2 separate regions of the Anas platyrhynchos genome follow, and region 2 is linked to region 1. The links are chromatin contacts, called in public Hi-C maps. All regions are on one chromosome and are shown on one strand. The core of a region is the stretch at or near the end of the contact, and the rest is flanking DNA. Distances in the headings are between cores, read along the strand shown.

Region 1 (4,927 bases), core at 1,148-3,647:
GAAATAGCATTAGGCAGAGCAGAGCATCCAGTTCCAAACAGATCTTGCGCATCTTGGGAGTTCCTGCCTCACTCTTCCGGACTGTCAGAGTCTTTTGTACAAAGCCATTTTTAAATTCATTTCCCCTCTTTTCTCCCTCTGCTGTGCATTCTAACACCACCTATCAATCCATAGCATTCATTCTTGTCTATGCAGATCAATCTATTCTGCAGGCCAAGATTAAAAGCTTTTATGAAATCCAAATAAATTAATTTCCCAGTTGATTTTGTCCCTTGTTTATCAATTCAGTAATGTGCTGCAAGCATTCAGCAAGTTTATCAGAGGTGGTCTTCCTTTTACGAATACATGAGTGCTAGCCATGCACTCCCAAATGATGTTTTTCCACAAAGGTAACTGCATTCATTTCTCTCATGAGGAGAACCATTTTTCATGACAGACAAGTAGGCTGGCATTACAAAATAAAAGTTTGAACTGCACTTTGATTTTAACATTCTCTGTACACCACTGATGTGATCCCATCTGCTCTCCCACAAATTACCAAGCCAAAAGGCTTGGGTTGGACGGGATCTTGAAGATCATTTACCTCCAACACATCCCACTAGACCAGGTTTCCCAAAGCTCGATCCAACTTGGCCTTGAACATTTCCAGGGATGGGGCAGACAACACTTTGATGGATGTCCTGTTCCACTGCTTCACCACCCTCATAAGCAAGAATTTCTTCTTCAAACCTAATCTGGATCTACCACATTTCAGTTTAAAGTCATTACCTCTTGTCCTATCACTACACTCCCTGACAAAGATTCCCTCTCATGCTTTCTTACAAGCCTCTATGTACTGACAGGGACAGCATCCTTCATTTGATAGCACTGCAAAGGATGTATTGTCCCAGAGTCCCATCAAATCTAACAGATTTTCCTCTAAGAAAAAGTAGCTAGGAAAGCTTCAAGGACCACAGAGAATGACCATCTTCAGCCATTTTCAGAGATGATGCCCTTCCTTTCAAAGCTAGGCTCAATATGTGCTCCCACTTTGCTCTCAAGGCACTACATTTCCACTGCACAAGCCTCAGCAACGGCTTTGCATACCAGCAAAGGACCCAGTGAAGGAGACCAGTGTTTTTAATCTTAACCTACAGCATGTAAAAAGAAAACTTGCTTTATCTTAGACAGACATTTTACCAAGATGAAGCAGAACTTGTTCTTTCATGAAAAGAAATTCTACAGAGTATCCTATAAGTACAGATGTTGTACAGCCGAGACCAGAATACAAAAACAAAATATTAAACACCGAATTTCATTTTCAGTCAGACATTGAGTTTGATCCAGTGATCCCTGCCTGGAAGCCTTTGCTACATATAGGGAGAAGATTGGGCGAATCATCGCAGCAGTCCCTTTGGCCTTAAAAAACACATAAATTAATAAATTAAAAAAATCTGTGAGTTGAGTGTTTCTTCCCCTGCATTCTTCAGATGTCCCCTCCTCAAATGGTTCTTAGAGAAGGCTCTGTAACTAGAACTGGCAAAACACGCACTAAGCATTTCTCTGATACAGACAGACATTGCCAGAAATTGACTTACCACATTCAAGTCAAAGCTCTTCTCCACCCATTTTTTTGCTTCTTGGAATTCCTCCTCAAGTTCCATGATGTACAGAGTATCTAAGGCATCTACCACTGTAGCTCCTCGAAGACCTCCTGCAAACAGAAAAGTGTGATGAAGCCCCATTTGTGCAGTCTTTTTTACCTCTAAATAAATCTGCAGGAGCTGAGACAGGCAGCAGCTTCCAGTCCCAGTAGCGGGGATTTCTGGATGGGATCCAGACTAGCCACTTTTTCTGATTCTTTTGACAGGACTAGTGAGCTCCACTACCCAAAATATGTTGCTTTGGAGAGGCACAATTTTCAAAGGCCTGATAATGTTCAGAAAAAATACTCCCGAAGAACAGCTCAAGGTCTGCACGTTAGAACACCAGTCATGACTGCAATCCTTGGCCTTGTTTTTCAGTTCTTATCTTGGCCAAAATGTTTACACAATTGCACCCCTAATCTTTGTTCATCTGCAAACCCAAATTCAGCCTCTTTCTAACCCAGTTACAAGCATAAGCCTCTTCTGATGGAAAATAATTTTATTTTCATTGTGCAAGAGCATCTAAGAAAGCACTTTGATCAATTCTCTCCTGATGTAGTGCTTGTTATCTAGGCCACAAAGTACTTTTGCTCCAACTCATGATCCAGGCTTTCCTATTGCCAGCATACACACAGCACAGCCTCAGCTGGCAGCAAAGAGACCAGAAACTAATCTTAATGAATCATAAACAGAGAGTGGGTGACTCTGGGGATGGCTCCCTTCCTTTGGCTAGCAAAACAAAGAGTCCCTGTGAGCATGCCCACCGCTCTCCAGCTGATGGCAATGGGACACATGCAGACTAAGCAAATACCAACCAAGTATTTGGACCTACTATGTCATCCATGTAAACAAAATGTATGCCAAGCTTTGTCTTATGCAAATACTGTAAGAGAGATTTCAATGAGACAGAATGACATGACGTGCACGCTGAGAAAACTATACGGGGTATACAAAGAGTCTCGGAGCAGTTAAGAGCAAATGAAACCAGAGATATTAACAACTCTGGGTTTGGAATATCCCAGTGCCAAACTTTTATTTCTATTAGGGTTCACTAAGAATATTCCTAGCACTAGAAAGCCAAGGGTACAAAGCACACCATGACTCAAGACCCTCTGTGTTTTCCTAAGACATCCTTCTATTCGGCTCAAGTCAGTTCCTTCTTCTATCTGACTTGAAAATACCACCCCAAATTTTCCAAGCTTTCCCAGCCTTCTATTGTATGCGCAGAGTGAGTTGGCACTTTTGTAATACCTTCAGTGTTACTTCAATTGTAGTTCTGCTTAAGAGAGAAAAACCTAGCTGGATGTGCTGTCAAGGAACTACAGCAGAGGAGAGAAGAAGGCAAAGGTGAGTCATGTGTTATGAACTTTAAGACTTTGGCCTTTTCTTATTAAGAAAAAAATGTGACTGTCTGATGTACACAATACCCTTACCCCACAGAAGTGCTCAGATCCACCAATTTCTTGTAGGGCTCATGTATGCTTTCAGCACTCATCTCCCATAAGAAAGATATCCTGCCTTATTTTGTTGATGTTACAAGACTGCAGTTTTTACTTTTCAGCCAGTCAGCACATCATCACTTTAACAAAAACCCAACCAAGACTTTACTGCTCAGCTACAGATTCCTGGCTTTCAGATGCTGTCTGCATCAAAAACAGGGACTGTGGAAAAGAGATGAAGACAGTCTCTAGAAATCCATTTATTCCTAACAGGCTTGCAGAATGTTCATCTAACTGAAGCTACCTCTCAAAGTGCAACAGATGGAATCAAATAGCCACTAGATCAACTGGTGTGTTCTAAAAACAGCCAAGCTGAGGTTTGTACAGCATGTTTTCCAAAAGCAGTGACCATGAAAAACAACATTTCTGCAGTCAGAGCTGTTTTTATCAACTTTAATGATTCTTCAATATTAATGATCATGTAACTTTTTATACACTTTCCTATTAGCAAGGAAAAATACACCAGTTCAGAGTAACACAGACAAGCAAAATATTTTTAAAAAAGGAAGAAGTGCCTGAGGCACAGCCCATTACTGTGATATTCTGAGAGTAACACTAACGGGGTTGATTTAATTTGATGATATAATCCACAAAGCCTTTCAGAATCTGCAGAGAGACAATGAAAAAAGTTGCATCTTCTAACTGAAACAAAGACAAAGAGACAATAAAGTTACAATTTTCTGGAATGATTAATTGAAATGAAAATTAGTGCCTGAATTTATAGAGCCTTTTACACTTTTAACAAGTCAGGCCTTTAAATACATGAAAGGCACCAGAGGATTAGGAACATGCTTGAATCTTCATTAAGGCATACAGCTCAGAGTTGCTCAGCTTTCCTCCTCTGTATTTGATAAGGTGGGGGCAAACCATGCTTCCTTGCTGGCTTGTCTTTGTATCGTTTCAAAATTTGTTTTAAACATTCCCCTAAACACTCTTTATCTGAAGAACTGCAAGTTGTTTCATACATCGGTTTTGTCACAGGTTCCTTTCTTCTGTACCAGCTTTGAAACAATTGCACATCTGACTTTTTTTTTTTTTTTCCTGCAGCTAAGGTCTATAGCAACAGCAAAAGCTACAGTGTCACCTTCAGCTACCCATGAGAAGATACAAAGGAACCTCCCTGCCCTCCACAGCCATGCAGAGAGCAAACCAGGCACCAAGACTTTGCTGCTGTGTCCCTGTCACATGCCAGCACAGAGAGGACATCTAAGACTCACAGATTCATAGAATGGCTTGGTTTGGAAGGAACCTCGACGACCATCTAACTCCAACCCCCCTGCCATGAGCAGGGACGCCACCCACTAGTTCAGGTTGGCCAAGGCCCCATCCAGCCTGGCCTTGAACACCTCCAGGGATGGGGCATGCACAGCTTCTGTGGGCGACCTGTTCCAGTGCCTCACTACCCTTATAGTGAAGAATTTCCTCCTAATGTCTAGTCTAAGTCTATCCTCGTTTAGTTGAAGAGCATTCCCCCTTGTCCTATCATTATCTACCCGAGTAAAGAGTCCTCTGTCTTTTTTAAAAGACCTCTTCAAGTATTGAAAGGTTGCAAAGAGGTCTCCCCCAGAGAATTCTTTTCTCTAGGCTGAACATCCCCAGCCCTCTCAGCCTCACAAAAAGACCCGGACCTTCCTGTACACACTGATTATTCTTTGCTACAACAGAATCTCCATCCCTTTCAGGTTTCTGCTTGGACTTTGTTTCATTGGATCATGACAGAGCTGGTGACACAACCTCCAGTGGTGATGATTACATTCAGCTGTCGAAAGATGGTGCTATACACATCCCAGCATGGTTACTAGA
Region 2 (5,084 bases), core at 1,485-3,984, 43 kb after region 1:
AACCCACCTGAAACCTACCAGCAGGTCCCAAGGGGCTGCCTGCAGGGGGAAAAGAAAACCACCAGGCAAGAGCTTCTGAGCCCAAGCCCCAGCTTGGTGAGGATTGTGCTGCAGGGAGGGAGCCGTGCAGCTGTGCGGCCAGAGCAGGTCCTGCTGAGCAGGAGAGGGCCCTGGCTGCAGGCTGAGCCAGGCACCTGGCAAGAGGAGCTGCTCCACTCCGGGAGCCAATATGAGAAGAGGAAAACAGCTTTTCTTCACTTGGCCAGCATGAGTCTCAGAGCAGTGCTTGCTGGTGAGCACACACACAAAATCCACCCAGAGCTCCGAGGACACGTGGGATGCTGTATTCACCTTGTACCCTGTCTGGAAACGGATGATGCCAGCAAAGAGCCTGCTTTCTTCAAAAGCCAAGGGTGTTGCTGCTACCCTCCCACCCTCAGCACCCAAAGCTGGGCGAGCATGTCAGGAAAGAGATTTGCATACAACAGCCAGGCAGCCGCCTGCTCCCACTCCTTCAGCTGGTCATGGTGCATACCCCATGTTCCCACCACACACTGCCCTTGAATCCTTCCAAGGCAGCACAGATAAGAGAAGCGAGCACCACCACCCCTTGACCTCACCACCCTGACTTCTGCTCCGTGGCATTGCAACACAGCTTCTCCTTGATCCCTGCATGGAGGCGGAGGGACAGATTGGGCAAATCTAGCCCAGCACACCCCCTGCCTCCCACAGCCCCTCTGCAGGAAATTTCAGCCGGTGCAATGTTCCATCCTCTCTCCTCTGAACAGAGCGTCGCCCCAGCAAGGATTTCAGCCATTTCCGTCATGTTTTTTGTCCCAGGCGTGCTCTGTGCCTTGGCTGCTGACAAAAGTTCTCAGTAGATGAAGACAAAACCTTCCCTGCCCTTTCTTCTGTTACTGCCTTGGCTCCACAAGCAGGCAGGACTGCTCTCTTAGCATCAGCCACCCATGCCTCAGCTTCAGATACTATGCACGAGCCACACCCGAGAGATTCAGGACGGCCACCCAGGCTCCTTGGCGTTTTGCAACAGCAGCCATCACATTCATCTTCTGGACAGGGCTCCGGGTGCATGGCCTCTCCCCTGACACAAGCTCCACCACCAGGTGGGAGCTCAGCACGCTGCACTCCCAGCAGGGACTCACTGAGGACAGGGACCCCATGTGTGCTCGGGGGCAATGCCTCAGCGTCACCGGCTGCAGGAAGGCCCCGGGCACCTGCTCCTCACACTGAGCTGAGACAGAAACACGGGTGGTTTTGGTGCAGACACTGAAGGGCTTTTTGAAAGAAGAAGCTGACGAGGGCATCAAGGAGCAAGCATCAACAATCTCCAAGCCGGGATTTTTTCCCTCCTTTGATTCCTGCTACTGGGCAGAGCTTTGCTCCCAGGTAAAAGCCCAGGAGAGCCTCTGCTCCATTTGGCCCCTTTGCTGCCAGCACCCCTGCTCTGGCACTGCTTGCAGCGAGCGGTTACAGCCTGGGGAAGAACCTCCAAGTGTGCCACCTGAGGTGAGAGGCACGGAAACCACACGGCCGAACACACAACAAGCTGTCAGCTTGAAGCACGTAAACAGGCAGCGAGCGTGGCAGGGATGTGCAGACTCTCCTCCACGTGCCCTGCTCAGCACCATTTCCCACCACCTTCTCCACCTTCCAGTTAACGCAAGCACAACGCGCCCAGGCTTTGCCCTTCCCGAAGCAGGCCCCCGAGGCTGGCCTGGCACAGGTGATGTGGCCCCGCAGGCGGGAGGCGCCTGCCTGGGACAGGCTGGTCCGCAAGGTCATTGCTCTGCAGGCTCAGGGAGGTCCGCAGCCCGAACTGAAGGGCTGCCACACTTTGCAGTTAGCGAGGAGCGTCTCTGCCCCGTGGGACCGCTCTGGGGAGCAGCTCAACAAGTCCCAGCACAGCACCAGGCGTTTGCAACCACGGGGCTGCCGGCCTCTCCCCCCCCCCAAAGCACCATCGAGCTGCGGTTTCAACTCCCGCAGCTCCCGGCCCCTTCATTCTCACAAAAAGGGGCCAGAACCCGGGATCGATCCCGCCAGGAGGGCAGCAAAACGGAGAAGCTGGAGCGTGCCCGGGGACAGCAGGGCTCCGGGCACGGCCGGCCCCTTCCCACCGCTCCCGCGGCCCCTCGCCAACTGCGCCGCCCGCCGGAGCGGCCCCAGCGCCGGCCGCGCACGCCAAGGGGCGGCCCGGGGCTCGTCTCCGGCGGCCGCCGCAGGGACACGGCCGGCAGGAGCCGAGCGCCCGCCCCGGGCCGGGCCCACGCCGCGGCCGGAGCCCCCGCAGCTCGCGCTCCCTCCCCGCCGGGGGTCCCGCGATCTGGGACACGAGGACCGGGGCCACCGGGCCCCCCGCCCCGCAGCCCCGAGCCGCCCGCCGGGAGAGGAGAGAGGGGAGGGGAGGGGAGGGGAGGGGAGGGGAGGGGAGCAGCACCCGCAGCCAGGGCGCGGGGCGGAAGCGGGGCACACGGGGGGGGGGGGGGGGGGAACACGGGAAGGAAGAAGCGGGGCGCGGAGCGGCCGGGGCCGCGCGGCTCTCACTCTTGTGGCGGCCGCCGGCCCAGGCCGGCTTGGCGACGCTGGGGCTCCGCAGCAGGGCGCGCCCCGCCGAGCGCAGCGCGTCCATGGCCGCTGCTGCCCCGCGGCCTCCGCAACTTGGCGGCGGCGCCGCCCCGGCACGGCCCGCGCTGACCGCGTCCGGGGGCGGGGCCGGCCGCTAAGCCCCGCCCCCATCCCCCCCCCCCCCCCGCGCGCGTGCCCGCGTCCCCCCCACGCGCACACCCAAGCGGGGGGGGGGGGTGCGGGGGGCCGGAGCCCGGCCTCGGCGCGCGCTTCCCTGCGCGTCCCCGCGGCTGCCGCTGGGCTCGGCCCCAGCAGCCGGGGTTACGGGGGTGCGGGGGGGGCCCAGCCCCGTGCTCGGGACGTGCCGCACGGCTGAGCTCAGGCGGCACCTCGGCGATCGGCTCCCTGATAACCAAGGCTGAGAAAACCGCCGGGCAGGTGTCTGCCCCGCCCGGCGTTGGCTTCCCTTTTCCCGTATTTTGGCCAAATCTCTTCTCTCTCAATACACCGCCACGCTCGGCTCCGCTCAGGCAGCGGCTCCTGCCTCGCTGCGCGGCGGTCCCAGCGGGAGGTTCCGGCCGGCATCCTGACGGGGAGGCTCCGCCGCGTGCTGCTGCTCTGCGTGCCGCTGGCCCCTTCCCCTCCGAGGCGCCCAGCGCACCGCAGGGTCTGGCTCGGGTTCCTGGTGCGAAGAGAAGAGCGTGGGGCACACGGCGGTGCCGCCGGCCCCTGCGGAGCTCTCCCAGCACTGGTGTCACTCACCCGTCGCTCTGCCGGCAGCGCTGGCTCTGCTGGGAGCAGCAGAAGGTATTTCTTCAAGGTGCCACCGCAGCCAGAGAGTGAAAGCCCACAACGGCGTGACAGCAGCCTGGGAGAGAGGAGTCATCGAGTCAAGGTCTCAAATGTGGCCATGATGTTGAAGCCAGCCTCCCTGCAAGTCGTAATTTGAGTTTAAAAGATCCTTGCGAGGGTGAAAAATTACCAGTGTCACCTCCCCGCGAGGGAGGCAGGGCCTCGGGCTCTCAACCTCACAGCTTTGTACCTTTCAGCCTCCTGTCATGCCAGGAAGCCCAGGCCATCCTACCATCAAGAGCAGCCCGCAGGCAGGTGAGCTGTACAGGCCAGGGAAGCAAAGTCAAATCTCTCCATTCACGTCTAAGGGCTGAGGATGGCACAACAGCTTTTTGTTTGTTTGTTTTTTGAAACGTTGCTTTCTTGCTAGCTGTGAGCACAGCCTGTCTGACCTTCCCAGCCCTGCCATGCTCTGCCCAGTCATTTCAGAAGGTTTTTTTTTTTTTTTCCTTGGGGTTATTTAAACTTTTTAAACCTTTTAAATTATTCACCCTTACCAAAACTAAAATAATTCTTTTTGAGACGACTCTTTGAACTGCCATACTTAAAAAAACAAACAAACAAACAAACAAAAACCACACGCAACACCAAAATATCCAGGATTTTATAGTCTCCCATTCTTTATAGCTGAAACTTTTCCTCAGTTTGACTCAAATAATGAAGTATGCTTGCAGGTGTATTCTGGGCTGCTGGGATTTTGGCTACTCCTGCTTTACTCCCCCAAAGGCTGGATCTGGTCTCTTTTAATGTCATGCTTGGAATTAAGCATTGGGGTTTGGCACCCTGATGATGTGGCCACATGCCTTAGGGAGGCGAATATACTCAGCAAGGCAGCGTACTCTGTGGTACGGAAGCTCGAGATGGAAGTCAGGGCTGGGAGCATGTGCTCAGTCCCTGACAGAGTGCAACTTCAGGCTTGGCAGAGTGCAAGGGATGTCACAATATCACTAACAGCTTATTTATTTCAAAAGAGTTGAACAACATAAGCTGAAAAATAGCAATGAATTATTTCAGTGATTTTTTTTACATACTCCCCTGCAAAAACACACCAACGTGTATAATTCTCCAAGATGGCATTGGGTCCAGCATCCGTCCCTTTCAGAGGCAAATCTTCCTCTAGAGAATAGCCCCATTGCTCAGATGGGGATTTTTTAGGAAAGAGAGAGCAAAATCCATTTCTTGATTTTTATGTATTTCCTTCAAAAAAGCTTTCAACCTATTCTCATCCCCTAAAGCAAGCCCCTAGGAGATTCTCCATTCCCCCCTCATCTCACATCCTTTGCTGCTGTGAGCAACCTTTTTTCTGCCACATTAGAGCAGGTGTAGATTAGGAAATTCATAGCACAGATGCAAAGGGGGTTTATTTGAACTCTGTGAAAAGCCACAACGACCTGATGTAATCTCAGCATTAGGCTCAATTTAACTCATTCTTAATTATAACATTTTTTCAGGCTTTCCTTAAGAAAATTCTGTGTTCTCATTTGTCTCTACCCAGCAGTACTGTCTGTGTCATCTCTCCTGTCACATTACTGCATTTAAGATGCTATTTCCAGCTGCTTCTACCCAGCCAGATTCAATACGTCCAGTGCTGTCTCATTAGAGACAGACTTTATTATTGCTAGTGTTGCTTTGTGTTCAGATTGTAC

What was found. Hi-C and Micro-C count contacts between places; a contact is called where the count stands out from the background.
Region 2: a contact with region 1 is called in a Hi-C map of skeletal muscle, with 3 times the contacts expected there. The contact joins the promoter of LOC119713574 here to the enhancer-like site in region 1. A contact is called at or near these places in 3 of 8 Hi-C or Micro-C datasets (liver, skeletal muscle and subcutaneous adipose tissue).

Annotation. Positions count from the first base shown.
Region 1 is chr24:152,989-157,915 of IASCAAS_PekinDuck_T2T, forward strand. It overlaps LOC119713574 (low density lipoprotein receptor adapter protein 1), which reads right to left. Exons shown (of 19, transcript XM_072027445.1): 9 at 1,578-1,693. Among named protein-coding and RNA genes, the nearest start is that of SELENON, 24 kb to the left of the region's middle. Within about 2 kb of position 2,398, at least 4 of the 8 cell types and tissues checked have an H3K27ac peak or open chromatin away from gene starts, as enhancers often do.
Region 2 is chr24:195,619-200,702 of IASCAAS_PekinDuck_T2T, forward strand. LOC119713574 (low density lipoprotein receptor adapter protein 1) reads right to left here and starts at 2,735. Exons shown (of 19, transcript XM_072027445.1): 1 at 2,566-2,735. The coding sequence starts at 2,650.